2 separate regions of the Mus musculus genome follow, and region 2 is linked to region 1. Evidence: chromatin contacts called from public Hi-C data. All regions are on one chromosome and are shown on one strand. The core of a region is the stretch at or near the end of the contact, and the rest is flanking DNA. Distances in the headings are between cores, read along the strand shown.

Evidence for each region. Hi-C and Micro-C count contacts between places; a contact is called where the count stands out from the background.
Region 2: a Hi-C map of Th2 cells shows a contact between it and region 1, with 3 times the contacts expected there. The contact joins two enhancer-like sites. A contact is called at or near these places in 1 of 15 datasets of contacts at CTCF or cohesin (pro-B cells), 19 of 484 Hi-C or Micro-C datasets (B cells, the Ba/F3 cell line, DN3 thymocytes and 11 more) and 5 of 115 datasets of contacts at active chromatin or transcription factors (CD8 T cells, DN3 thymocytes, the HPC-7 cell line and 2 more).

Annotation. Positions count from the first base shown.
Region 1 is chr16:49,532,453-49,539,664 of GRCm38.p6, reverse strand. No RefSeq gene overlaps it. Among named protein-coding and RNA genes, the nearest start is that of Gm31494, 110 kb to the left of the region's middle. Within about 2 kb of position 4,779, at least 38 of the 459 cell types and tissues checked have an H3K27ac peak or open chromatin away from gene starts, as enhancers often do. A contact at or near this core is called in CD8 T cells and Th2 cells, where this site is marked.
Region 2 is chr16:49,762,478-49,769,689 of GRCm38.p6, reverse strand. It overlaps Gm15518 (a long non-coding RNA gene), which reads left to right. Exons shown (of 5, transcript XR_003951928.1): 4 at 949-5,384. Ift57 (intraflagellar transport 57) reads right to left here. Exons shown (of 11, transcript NM_028680.3): 10 at 7,023-7,089; 11 at 4,564-5,948. The coding sequence ends at 5,770. Among named protein-coding and RNA genes, the nearest start is that of Gm15518, 9.8 kb to the left of the region's middle. Within about 2 kb of position 3,194, at least 42 of the 459 cell types and tissues checked have an H3K27ac peak or open chromatin away from gene starts, as enhancers often do. A contact at or near this core is called in CD8 T cells and Th2 cells, where this site is marked.

The DNA.
Region 1 (7,212 bases), core at 3,530-6,029:
AGTGACAAAACAACTCAGGGGACAGCAGATACTGGCGAGGATGTGGAGAAAGAGGAACATTCTTCCATTGCTGGTGGGATTGCAAGCTGGCACAACTACTCTGGAAATCAGTCTGGAGGTTTCTCAGAAAATTGGACATAGTACTACCTGAGGACCCATCTATACCACTCCTGGGCATATACCCAGAAGATGTTCCAACATGTAATAAGGACACATGCTCCACTATGTTCATAGCAGTCTTATTTATAATAACAAGAAGCTGGAAAGTACCCAGATGTCTCTCAATAGAGGAAAGGATACAGAAAAGGTGGTACATTTACACAATGGAGTACTACTCAGCTATGAAAAGCAATGAATTTATGAAATTCTTAGGCAAATGGATGGAACTAGAAAATATTATCTTGAATGAGGTAATCCAATCATAAAAGAACACACATGGTATGCACTCACTGATAAGTGGATATTAGCCCAGAAGTTCGGAATACCCAAGATAAAATTCACAGACCACATGAAGCTCAAGAAAAAGGAAGACCAAAGTGTGGATAATTTGGTCCTTCTTAAAAGCAGGAACAACATACCCATGGGAGGAGATACAGAGACAAAGTGTGAAGCAGAGACTGAAGGAAAGGCCATCCAGAGACTGCCCCACCCTGGGGATCCATCCCATATACAGTCACCAAAACCAGACAATATTGTGAATGCCAAGAAGTTCTTGCTGACAGGACACTGATATAGCTGTCTCCTGAGAGGCTCTACAAGTTTCTGACAAATGCAGAGGTGGATGATCTCAGCCAACCATTGGACTGAGCACAGAGTCCCCAATGGAGGAAATAGAGAAAGGACCCAAGGAGCTGAAAGGGGTTTGCATCCACATAGGAGAAACAACAATATGAACGAACTAGAGTTCCAGAGTCCCCAGAGCTCCCAGGGAATAAACAACCAACCAAAGAGTACACATGGAGGGACCCTTGGCTCCAGCCACATATTTAGCAGAGGATGGCCTTGTTGGACATCAATGGCAGGAGAGACCCTTCATCCTGTGAAGGCTCTATGCCTCAGTGAAGGGGAATGCCAGGACAAGGAATCAGAAGTACATGGGTAAGGGAGCAGGGAGAGGAGGAGGGGACAGGAGACTGGGGTGGGGGGGTTGGAGTGGAAACCAGGAAAGGGGGTAACATTTGAAATGTAAATAAAGAAAACATATAATAAAAGAAATGTTTAAAGCTAAAAACAAAACAAAACAAAACTAAGCTTTCAACAAAAACAAAAACAAACAAAAACCATTTTTTCCCAAAGATCTTATGATGACCAATTATGGCTTAAAAATGGTCATTTTAAGAAAGACCATTATTCAGTGTACAAATGGTAACATATGAACTTGATCCTATTATGGTTAAACTATAATTGAGATTCAGTTCTCTTTTACAGTGTATTGAAAGCATTGGCTTATCCCTGTAGTTAATCATGCTAATATGCAGCGGTAACCGGATAACTTTATGGAAGGCGACAAACACAAAAAGTATCAGAGATATCAGACATTTATCCTAGCTTTTATTGAAGACAGGATAGAAATATGCCTAGGAGTGTTAGTGTGTATTATTTGTATTTCAGATGTAGCCTTTCATGTTTTCATTGAAGTAAAAACTTTTTGTTAAGGAAAAAAACATGTTTTCTTAAGGCAAATGAGGTAGAGAGGAAAGAATCGACAAATGGGAGCTCATAAAATTGCAAAGCTTCTGTAGGGCAAAAGATACTGTCAATAAGACAAAAAGGCCACCAACAGATTGGGAAAGAATTTTTACCAATCCTAAATCTGATAGGGGACTAATATCCAATATATATGAAGAGCTCAAGAAGCTGAACTCCAGAAATTCAAATAACCCCATTAAAAAATGGAGTACAGAGCTAAACAAAGAATTCTCAACTGAGGAATACCGAAGGGCTGAGAAGCACTTGAAAAAAATGTTCAACATCCTTAATCATCAGGGAAATGCAAATCAAAACAACCCTGAGATTCCACCTCACACCAGTCAGAATGGCTAAGATCAAAAATTCAGGTGACAGCAGATGCTGGAGAGGATGTGGAGAAAGAGGAACACTCCTCCATTGCTTGTGGGATTGCAAGCTTGTACAACCACTCTGGAAATCAGTCTGGCGGTTCCTCAGAAAACTGGACATAGTACTACTGCCAGTAGATCCAGCAATACCTCTCCTGGACATATACCTAGAAGATGTTCCAACTGGTAATAAGGACAAATGCTCCACTACGTTCATAGCAGCCCTATTTATAATAGCCCAAAGCTGGAAAGAACCCAGATGTCCCTCAACAGAGGAATGGTTACAGAAAATGTGGTACGTTTACACAATGAAGTACTACTCAGCTATTAAAAACAATGAAATTATGAAATTCTTAGGCAAATGGATATATCTGGAGGATATCATCCTGAGTGAAGTAACCCAATCACAAAAGAAGTCACTTGATATGCACTCACTGATAAGTGGATATTAGCCCAGAAACCTAGAATACCCAAGATACAACTTCCAAAACACAAGAAAATCAAGAAGAAGGAAGACCAACTCGTGGATACTTCATTCTTCCCTAAAATAGGGAACAAAATACCCATGGAAGGAGTTGCAGAGACTAGGTTTAGAGCTAAGACAAAAGGATGGACCATCCAGAGACTGCCCCACCCGGGGGTCCATCCCATAATCAGCCACCAAACGCAGACACTATTGCATATACCAGCAAGATTTTGCTGAAAGTACCCTGATATAGCTGTCTCCTGTGAGGCTTTGCCAGTACTTGGCAAATACAGAAGTAGATGCTCACAGTCATCTATAGGATGGAACACACGGCCCCCAATGTAGGAGCTAGAGAAAGTGCCCAAGAGCTGACGGGGTCTGAAACCCTATAGATGGAACAACAATATGAACTAATCAGTACCCCCAGAACTCATGTCTCTAGCTGCATATGTAGCAGAAGATGGCCTAATTGGCCATCATTGGGAAGAGAGGACCCTTGGTCTAGCAAACTTTATATGCCCCAGTACAGGGGAAAGCCAGGGCCAAGAAGTGGGAGTGGGTGGGTAGGGGAGTGGAAGGGAAGGGTCTGGAGGACTTTTGGGATAGCATTTGAAATGTAAATGAAGAAAATATTAAATAAAAAACAAAAAATTAAAATAAAAAAGAAATATGATGTAGAGAGTTATAAGTAAAGTATATTTTTGGTAAAGAACATTAAAGTTAAAAGGTAACGAGTTCAGATGAGAATGGGTTTTACATAGTTGTTTTGACCTAAGTAAAAGATTTTTCCAGAAGGGATATAGAAATCAAAACCGAAAAACAAAAATAACCAGAACCCTAACCTAACCCACATTGCACAAGGTTAAGTTACAAAGAGGTTTATAAAATTATATAACTCAAAGATTCTGTATGCACATGATTAAGTTGATGATAATTAATGCTAATTAAAAATTCTAAGTGTCAGGCTTTTGATGGGTACTCATTTCATGAGTCAGTCTGCCCAGATGTTGGGAGGAGCTGCAAAAGGATACAGTGGCCCCTCAGATACTCCGAGGTTTACTAGTGGAGACATAACAGAGACAGTCCAAAATGCCCCAGGGAAGTAATCCCAGGCAAAAGAACAAGCCAGAGTGATAGCCTAAACCATGGGAAATAATATATTGTACCAGGCTAATAAAGTACCTGCTACTTCAGAGAAATCTCAGGCAGAGGTTTCTAAAGGGCAATGCTTGCCAGAGCTGTGGGAAACCAAGACACTGGGAAAAAAACTGCACTCAACAGACTTCTAAGAAAATATGGCTTTCTCTACTCTGCAAAAGAGGGTGTTGTCCCGTCTGCATGGAGGACAGTACTTCAGACACAATGATGGATATATTTAAGGTCTGAAGTGGTCCCAGGTTTCCTTCTGAAAGCTGGACTCCAGTGCCAATAACCATTGAGGTGCCTTGGATAACTTTTGATGTCACAGGACAATTGTTAACGGGGTGCCACTCAATGCTTTACTTGATAAGCTAGGATCCCTTACTAAAACACTGTTAGAAATGCCCCAAGGCTGAAGAAGTTCTTGTTGCCAGTTTCACCTTGCACTGTGCAAACCCTAAGAACAAGGCCTAGCAGTGGGAGTCGTCACCTAAATGTTAGGGGCTGTTTCTAACACTGATAGCTAGCTTTTCTCTCTACTCTCTAATATGCAAGTAATTAGGATTTACAAGCTATAACAGCTATATTGTATAACCTGCAGAGGAAACAACAAAAATGGCTTTGCTAATTATCCCCAAATAAAGAATAAATACATCTTATACAGGAATTGGAGAAAATGGGCACAGTAATATATAAGGTGACTGAAAATGCCCGATGGACTCAGGGGAACATAAAATTCTATTGCCTAAACAACAACAACAACAAAAAAACCCAATTATTAAGAGACCGCACGACTCATTCAGACACCAACTATCTTACCTACTTGTGGCTTTTGTAAAAATAAATAAATAAATAGGACTATAGAGTCTACAACTCAAACAAACAAACAAAAACAAAAAGAAAAAGCCTGTCTGCTCTATCTGGATAATTTACTCTTGAGGCAAAATTAATCCACTACTTTTCTTCAAGGTAGTATAAAGGACAGACAAACACCTTCTGGGAAAGAAAACTGAAAGTTCAGTTTTACTCAAATGGCTCCCTGTCAAGGACAGTAACCTCTTCTGCTGTTTCCTGGATACATTCTCAGAATGGATAGGGGCCTCAGCTTCCAAGTAGGTAGAGGCCTCCCCCACCCAGAGTGAAAGCACCCATCTGCTTAGTTTCTAGAATAGAATCTGCCCTTAGGAGTCCCCACGGCTTTCAGAACACCTTGAAGACAGAGCCGCTCACACCTGTTTTAACAGGTAACCTTGCCTGTCCTCAGTTAACGGACTGTCTCTGTTAGGCTGGCCAGAGGACATGTCCATGGGGACATTTTTCTAAATGTTCATTTTCCTAGGAGGTTGAGCCCACCTTAGGCATTGCTATTCAGGTGGGCAGGTGGGCAGGTGGGCCTGAGCTCTGTAAGAATGGTAGCTGAGGGCCAAGGGAAGCAAACCAGTCAACAAGAGTTCCTGAGTGGTCTCTGCTTCAGTTCTTGCTTCCAAGTCCCGCCTTTGGTTTCCTGGACTCCCTGTCCCCATAGTTCAAAACCCTGATTTGGTCTCCTGAGCTTGAAGTAGCTCTGACCTTCAAGAGGCTCAGCTTTGACCTGTCTGAGCCAACTGTGGCTCTTATTGTTCTGCTACCTCAAAACTGGCTCAGCAACAGGACCTTGGAAAAGTCTAGTTAATGAAGTAGGAGGAGTAGAACTCCTGCGGGACTCTAGGAGGGAATGGTGTTTTGTTTTTTGACAATGCGAAGCCCCTGAATTAATCTCAGAGCCTTCGGAGTGAATGGGGTTGTGTATGGAGACAGAACCCCTGAGAATGACAGAAGATCAGATCTGCAGTTGAGATTCGGCCTTACACAGTTGTGGGTGCCAGGCCTCTGTTGGCTCTAGGTCAGCTAAGCCATGGCCAGGAAATAAACCTGGACATGGGGCGAGAATGAGGGCTGTCTATAAAGAGCAAGACGGACCCCATGTCTTTTTATTAATGACCTTCAGAGCAAAGCTGGGACTGTTCCACAGTGGTTGCTGGACTGGGTGCATTAGAGTTGCAGACTCGCCTGTCTGGGACTCTGTATAGCTGAAGGAAACTGGGAGGTTGGGGTGAAGCCATCAATCTTGACAGTAGTCACTGATCTTTGCCAGCTCAAGTTTTTGGCCCCTGGGTATTCTGTATGAGGGATCACAGTGCCATTTACTGACCTTATGAGTAAGAAATGAACATCTGCTCCTTCACATTTGCCAGCCTAATCAGTTGTGAATTTTTCTGGTGGCCAGCTCCCACGTAGAACCCTGCAGGGAGGAATTCTGGGACAGCTCTCCTGCTTAGTTACACTGTAGCAATACAAAGCCTCCGTGTAGCCTGCCACTGTCTTAGGTGAAACTGTTTACCTTAGCAGTTAAAAGTCCACAGGAGGCTCTCCATGTGCGTCAGTTAGGAAGGTCTTAATTGCACATTTGACATGCCTAACTGGGGCAAGGTCTGCATCACAGTGCTTAGCCACCAGAGCTAAAAATAGAGCATTGAATGAAAGCGCTAGTTAAGCAAAGTCAGCTACCTTCATAACCACTTGCCAACCTGCCCTCCGCCCTGTGGCACACAATTAGCCTAAAGAAATCTTCTACTAATCTTATATATTAAGAAGCAACAGGGATTAAAAGAAAAAGTACTCTTTTAGCATCCGCATTCAAGATGTTCTTGTATCTGTTTAGTCTTTGGTGCTCAATGTTAGAATGTAGTTTTCTTTCATTTGAGGATCAAAAGGCTCCAGCCACTCTGAAAGCAATGGATGGCATTCCATGTAATTTTTACATTTCTTTAATCACCTTGTTTAAAGTGCCTTCTACACTACATAAACATGTCTTTCTCAAGTGCCTCTTTCAAACGCAATTTAAGTTTGATTAATAGATCAGCATCCTCCTTTTATTTCTCTGATCAATGTTTATAAAAAGGAACTCCTCTTTTTTTTTTTTTTCTGGAACCTGGAAAGCAGAGTGTATGCCAGTGCGTTCTCTGACATTCCAGTGACTGTGAGCGGAGGAGCTCGCCCAGACCGGTCTGAGCCCTTTCCAGAGGTTTTTAAAGATCTCCATGAGCTTCTTGGGGAGGCAGGGAATTGAGGAGATTATCTGCTAGCAGACAGCAGGCCCTGGTGACTGCCCCAGGGACATGCTCTGTCACTCTCCATTTCTGCATCCCCTCCACCATTGGAAGAGATTCCGCAAGCACAGTTCCTTCAGGAAACGTTCCCTGTATTTACGGCAGTTGAAGGATTTTAGGCTCTTCTTCTGTGAATGGGGGGCAATCAGTCATCACACTGCCCAGCAAGGTATCCCTGTTCATCTCTTGCCGAAGCAATTTCTGCCTCACTTGTTTTATTCGTTCTTGGACACAGCTGTGACAAAGTGAAATGTGGGTGGGGTTTGAAGGCCCCGTGACCTCCCACAGCTGAGGACCATTGGAGTACTGCCCCTCCCTAAGCAAATCCTTTCTATGGCCTTGCTGGACAGGCTCTGCACAGTCCACCCCGAATCAGTGGGGTGATACTTCTCCAGCTGAG
Region 2 (7,212 bases), core at 1,945-4,444, 230 kb before region 1:
CATTTCATAAGCTACTCGAGAAGAAAAATGAGTTTAAGTTCTCTTTAAAGAAATCTCTTCACGCCGGGTGTGGTGGTGCCCGCCTTTAATCCCAGCACTTGGGAGGCAGAGGTAGGCGAGTTTCTGAGTTCTAGGCCAGCCTGGTCTACAGAGTGAGTTCCAGGACAGCCATGGCTACACAGAGAAACCCTGTCTTAAAAAAATCCAAAAAACAAACAAACAAAACAAATCTCTTCACACTGAAATGTTTTGCTTACTTGTACATGGGGGGGCGAGGGGGAGATCTTCAGATGGGTGATTCTGTAGATAACTGAATATCAACATTAGCATTTTTAAATCCCTGATAACCCTCCCACAATTAAAACATAATAAAACAAAACACCCATGTCTATGGGGTAAAACTCGAGAAGGGGACTTAGTGCTTAGGCATTTAAAATTTTTATTAATCTTCAAGAATTTCATACAATGTATTTTTATCAAAATCACTCCTCCTACCTCTCTTTAGATCCAGCCTCCTTACCCTATCAATTTATTTTCTTTTTCAATCCATTGAGCCTGAAGCCCAAACTTTTTGGTGTGTGGCTATCTGGAACATGGTAGACCTATGTTTCTCAAGGGTCATGTCTTTGAAGAAAACCGATTTTCTCCCTCTGTCTTAGTTACTTTTCTATTTCTGTGAAGAGATACCATAACCAAGGCAAGTTACAGAAGAGTTTACTGGGTCTTACAGTTCCAGAGGGTGAGTAGACCATCATGGCAGGAAGCAGGGCAGCAGCAGGCAGGCATGGCACTGGAACAGTAGCTAGGAGCTTAGAACCAACAGGAGATGGCGGCGGGAGAGCCAACTGGAGCGGTATAGGCCTTTAAAACCTCAAAGCTCACCACCAGTGACAAACCACATGCAACAAGATCACACTTCTACTCCTTCTCAAACATCTCTACCCACAGGACCAAGCAGTCAAAAGCAGGAGCCTAATGAGGCCATTCTCATGCAAACCAGCCATCCCTTCCCTGCCCCTGCCAATTGTAAGTAGCTTAGTTCTGGATAGGGGTGGGGGTGGGGCACATAGGTATTTTTATTAAGCTGTCCACTTGATTTTGATGCCCAGGCAATGGAGAGTTTCCCAGCTGTTAGCACAGAGAATATTTTGCAGGGCAGGAGAGTAGCAGCCATGAAGTAACTTCCGAGTTATACAAAAGGGTTTATGCATAGGACCTTGAAGCCATCCAAGAGCCCAGAGACTATGCACAGGACCTTGAAGCCATCCAAGAGCCCAGAGCAACAGTTTGGGCAGATGATGGCTGACGGAGGCAGTTTGATGGCCAGTTTGAAAGTGTTAGTGTACTACGTAGGGCACGGACAGATAATAAAGGGGACACTCTGGGTTGAAACAAGGTGCTAAGAGTGGAACCATAAATCAGATTAGAATTTTGTGCCTGAATTAAAATTACACAATTACAGGATTCTAATGCTCGAGGCATTACTTAGATCTGTTAATATGAGGTGGCCATTGCTCTCCCTCTTGCATTTTAAATTCTATAAAACAGCCTATAAAAATGTGAATTCAAATCATTCTTATTTATTTAACAGAGTAAATTTCTAATTTAAGAATAAGCAGTTTAAGGTTTGTAGTTGTTAGACACATTAAGTTGGAAAAAAATGAAGCTATAATCACTGTAATTTCACAAACAGGGTCACACAATTCCACCTTCTAAAATTCTATTGTAACATTGTTTTAAATATATAAAACATATTAACGGGGGTTGTAGCTAGGACCTCAACAGATTGCCTTCTGCATGATAACCTTGCATTCTGCCACTGAGCTACACTCTTAGTCCTCTCAAGACCTTTCTTACTTGTACACAAATTTTAAGAACAGCGTCTGGCCCAATTTTAGGATGGCCAGTGGATCATCTGGAAGCCTACATCTTCATACTGTGTTGTGTTCAGGGAGCACAGAGTGCCTGCTCATCATCCATGCTGGGAGCTCTGAGCCAAATCCACAGGCGTCTCGTGTTCTCACACAGGCTCTCTTGAAACCCGTGAAGGGATGGGGCATAGCACCAGATGACATAGGGTTCTCATACCTATTTGCATGGGCATGTTCTCTGTGAACCCTTCCAACAGAGGTTCTGATACTCTTAAAAAACAAACCACAAAAGTAAAAACCTAAGCACTGCTTGCAAATTTAAGGGAAAGGGAAAGGGGGAGGTGGAGAAACCTTGTTTGGATTGATTGAGAATTTGTTCAATTTGATCAGTGAATACAATTATAACTTTGTTTTATCGGTGAACTACAGCATCTCAACGGAAGATCATATTGTTCTAATAAATGAATGGTATATTCGGGGGAGAGGCTGCCCAGTTGCATGTCACCTGTATGAACTATTACTTTAGACTTACAGGAGAGCTGCAACAGTTCAACAGATTTCTACATATCTGTTTCCCAGATTCTCAATATGGTAACAATTTATCATAATTTCTATTGTTTTTTTTTTTAGTGAAAGCTTTTAATGACTAGTTAACAATATTATGTCATGGTGATTCTTTTAAATTTAGCATAATCTTAGGCACCTGCTTGGTAGAGACTTGAGAAATAGCATCCAAAAACCATACTGCCTGTTAGGTTTTTAAATTAACATGCTAGTTGTACATAGTAATGGAACATGTTGTATGTGGGCCAGAATCCAATCAAGGTAATCAGGATTGAACTATTATGTCATGACTTATCACTTTCATCTTTCTATATACAACTCTAGCTCCCCCTCCCCCCAATACACACATAGTCGTCTCCTGAACCATTTACACTGCTGGCATGATGCCCTTTTATGGCTAAATCATTATGTGTACTATTTTACATAAATTCTTTTCAATTACCACGGCTCAAAACCAACTTAAGAAATTAAGATGCAATTTTCTAAAGTATAGACCTTACCCAACCTTTTCCTTTTGTGCTAAAATGTACTTTGTAGCACCAGTCTACATCTCCTTACTGATCCAGGGTCCAATCTAGAGCAGTGCTGTGTTCAGGTGTCATGCTTCTGCTCTCCCCTATAGTCAGGGACAATTCCTTGGTCCTTGTACCTCATCTAGTCACTTTTGAAGCACACAGGCTGTTTGTACAAGCCTCTCAACTGGGACGTGGCTGTCATTTTGTTATTATATTCAGGCTATGCATCTCCAGTATGACCAACAACTGTGTGCCCTCTTCAGGTGGTAAACGGTAGTTGTCCAAGACTGGTGATGTTAACTTTGATCAACTTAATGTAAGTGGTATGTACCGGATTTTCCAGTGTATATTGACAGTTTTCTCTCTTTGTGGGTTACTTTTTCTACAATGAAACCATGCAGTCACCCCATTTCTCATCGAGCTTCCCCCTAGTCGTTTCGGCATTCACTGATGATTCTCCCTCCAATTAGCTAGCATGGTACCTGCAGCTGGTGTTTTTCTAAGTGCAGCATCCACGTTGTCACACATCAGACATCCTATTGTAAGGAGTCGTATCTATATGGGCCTGTGGTTATACAGTTCATTATTATGATGCTCAACTTGTCTCTGTATCTGGCTGTTCATTGGATATTTCCCCAACATACTTTGAGTACTTTATGGCAGAGCCAGACATTTTTGGTACATATATACTTTCCTTCCCAGTTTAGGAATCAGTTCTCTAAAAGGAATGCGTTGGTTTCATTTGTTTAAAAAAATTCTAAGAAGATAATTTAGATATCAATGTTTGAATTCTAGGCATTGCACAGACTTGTAGTTGGGTAGTCCCTGCCTCTAGACCAGTGGTTCTCCACCTTCCCAATGCTGTGATCCTTTAGTACAGTCCCTCATGTTGTAGTAACCCCCAACTGTAAGATTATTTTCATTGCTACTTTGTAACTATAATTTTGCTATTGTTACAGACTGTAAGTATCTGTTGTTTTCCAATGGTCTTAGGTGACCTTCAAATGGGGGCCTGACTCACAGGTTGAGAACCAATGCTCTAGACCCTTGCAGAGCATATAATTAGGGAATGGGGAAGGGGGGTGGTTCTGTAGGTAAACGGCTTGCCGTGCAGTAGGAAGATCCCCAGCACCCACTACAAAGCCTGCTGTGGTCAAATGTGCTTGCGAACCCAGCACTGGGAGATAGAGGAGGAGGGAGGGAGATCCCTAGAACTCGCTGGTCAATGAAGCTATTGGTGACATCCATGTGAGAAACCTTATCTCAAAAATGACACATGTTGACCTCTGGCATCCACAGCTACAACAGAACCTAGGCAAAGAAGTTGTTTCACATTTTCTATTTGGCTATTGCACTGAGCACAGCAGAGGAGCTCCATATTGCCTATCATCCCACTGTGGATTACTCCCTTTTATAGATTAAATGAACTGTCTTACTTGCCATTGTATTGACTGCCATTGTCTTGGGTGGTAGTTTATGATAGAAATCAACTTTTCTCTTATCTAAACTAATTGGGAGTTTTAGTGAACACCAAAGGTGTCTGTGTATAAATGTGTTATATATCTAGAAAGTAAGAGCCAAGAAAAAGAAAAATTTAGGGAAGAAAGGTACTAGGATTTAAAATTATATTTTAATATGTTTTTCCTAAACATAAAAATAAACGTAAGCATTTTTAAGTCAAAATTTACTATGAAGTGATTTTTACTTCTTCAAACTAATGAAGGGTATCTGTCTGTCTCTCTGTCTATCTACCTACCTATTGTGTGTGTGTGTCTATGTGTGCACACTTGTGTCTAGGTGTACACATGTGTACAAACCACTGGAGCTGGGGATAAAACCCCAGTTATTAGACTTAGTAGCAAGAGCCTTTACCCACTGAGTCATCTTGCCGGTCCATGAGTTTGAACTTCAGTCCCCTGCTTCACCTGGAGAGCTACATCATAGGTGTGCATCACCAACTTGTTTCTATAGTGCTGAGGATCAAATCCAGAGCCTGCCTGTCAGACAAGAACTGTGCTAACTGACCCAGACCCCCAGCCCAGAAAAGCTACTCTTCAATAATGCTTATGTGGCTGACTTAGAAATCATAGTCTAGAAAAATTGCTGAGTAGGGTGCCTAATAAAGGACTGTCACTACCAGAGGGTGACCATGGGATTCATCATGGTGGCTTCTACAGAACCATGTTTGCAGAGCTGACTCCATGTGAATGCATAGGTTGCAGACACAGGCATAGGCATCGTTTCCCTCGTTACAGTAGCTGAGCCAAATATGGCAGAGCTACTATTTCAAATACTAGATTTCACCTGTTAACGTGGATACTGAACTTTCTTGTTTTTACAGTTAAGGAGGTGGTAATATCAACTCTAGAGATGAGGCAAGAAAGTTTGGCTTCCTACGAAGAACTCTAACTCCTATTCTTAGCTTCTCTAATATGTAAGTACTAGTGGTCACTGTAGAATGGTACCAGCTCTGGGCATCCTCAGAGGTACCAGTCCTCTGTCAGTAGTCCAGAGGGTCACAGGATACACATGATCCATGTGTCACTTAGACAAAAAATACTAATGAGCCACCAGGCAGCAGTATGCCATTGGTAATGCCAGTGAACACTTCTCTGAACATGATAATTTTAAGTACTTTATTAAATACTATATTCATTGTACAGGCTTTGGCCATCATAATCACCATGATATTAACACATGTGCAAAAATACCCACTGAATATGCTTGAAGAAGTATAAATTGTGTTTGGAAATCAATGCAACATTAAAAAATCATTTGATATAAAAACGAAATAATCAGAAGCATGGAAGCCCACGTGTTTAATAGAAGCCAATTGCTGACTCTGGGGTGACAGCTGCATGCATGTCCCTGGTCATGTTGCACTTCTCCTTGAGTTTTGACTGAAGTAGCGTGTGCTCCACCACACCGATTCTAATGTCCATCTGAACAGTTTCTTGCTTCAGCTTGGTTAAGCTCTGCTTAATCTTCACCAAAGGAGCTGGAGAAGAGAAACAGCACGAAATGAAAACGTTCCTTCCGAGTATCAGTTTGTCAGGGAATTGCCTGACATTTTCCTCGGTTTGTCTTAAGCCAGAAATAGGGTTAAAACACAGCCAATGACTTGCTGACATTCACACAGCTTTGCGGTGGTATTTTAAACACCTGAGAGTTTTAGGATGGGAACTGGTTCAATGTTTGATGTACTGAGGCTAAATTTTCTAACTTTTCTAGGAAAAGAAGTGCTAAGTGGGTATTTAAGGATGTGTTCAACACAGGTTTGTCTACAGGAACAGAGAATAGAATAGCTAGAGAGGAAAGAAAGATGCATTTGAGATCCAAATAATGAACCCATTGAGACACTGCAAGAAAATCCCCACATCCCACTTTAGATTGCCAGGCTGTGTGCAGAGCATTAGAACCCTGGATGATCTTTCTGAAATACAAGCCAGAGGTGATGACCACTAGCCTGGTCAAACTGGATGGTTCGTAATGGAGGATAATTGCTGAGAGATGAATTCTCTGTTTGAACCCAGCTCAGACAGGGCTTCCTGCTAGGAGGGGAGAAACCCCAAATGTCATCACATCATTGGCCTGGTGTCATCTGGGGTATTTTTAAGATCATTTGTATATAAATGGTGAAAACATAATAATATATTTTTAAACAGTTACAGGAAAAATACATAAATATTTCTCACTCTATTCTTCTGAGTTACTTTGAATTAATAAAATCTAAATTAGATTAAAAATTTTTTTCTCAGTTGATTTATAATGAACAAAATATTCTGATGACCAGACATTTTTGTACCAATTATTTGTCTTAAAACAAGTAAAAATAGATTACTTGTTTATATATTATCTCTGTGTGTGTGAGTGTATAGACCTCGGGGAATAGATTTCAGGAGTTGGTTTTCTTCTTCTGTCGTGGGATCTGAGACAAAACTGAGGTCGCCAGGTTGACGAGCCAAGCACCTCTTATTGGCTGAGCCACACTGTCCCACATTGCTCCGACCCACAGCGCCCAGGCTGGCCGCAGCTCCGGGCCTCAGCCCCTGCCTGTTGAAGGCATACTCACTGCCGTCCGTCATGCTGCTGCCCTTCTCTTCCATTTCTTGCTTTACCTTTTCTAATTCTTCTGTAACCTTTCATTGGAAAAAAAACAAAAACCTATGAATACTGAATTTTAATGAACCCTGAATTTTTTTGAATGCTGTATTGAGAAAAATCAATGCAGATACAAGGAAATAAAACATTAAAAATATTGT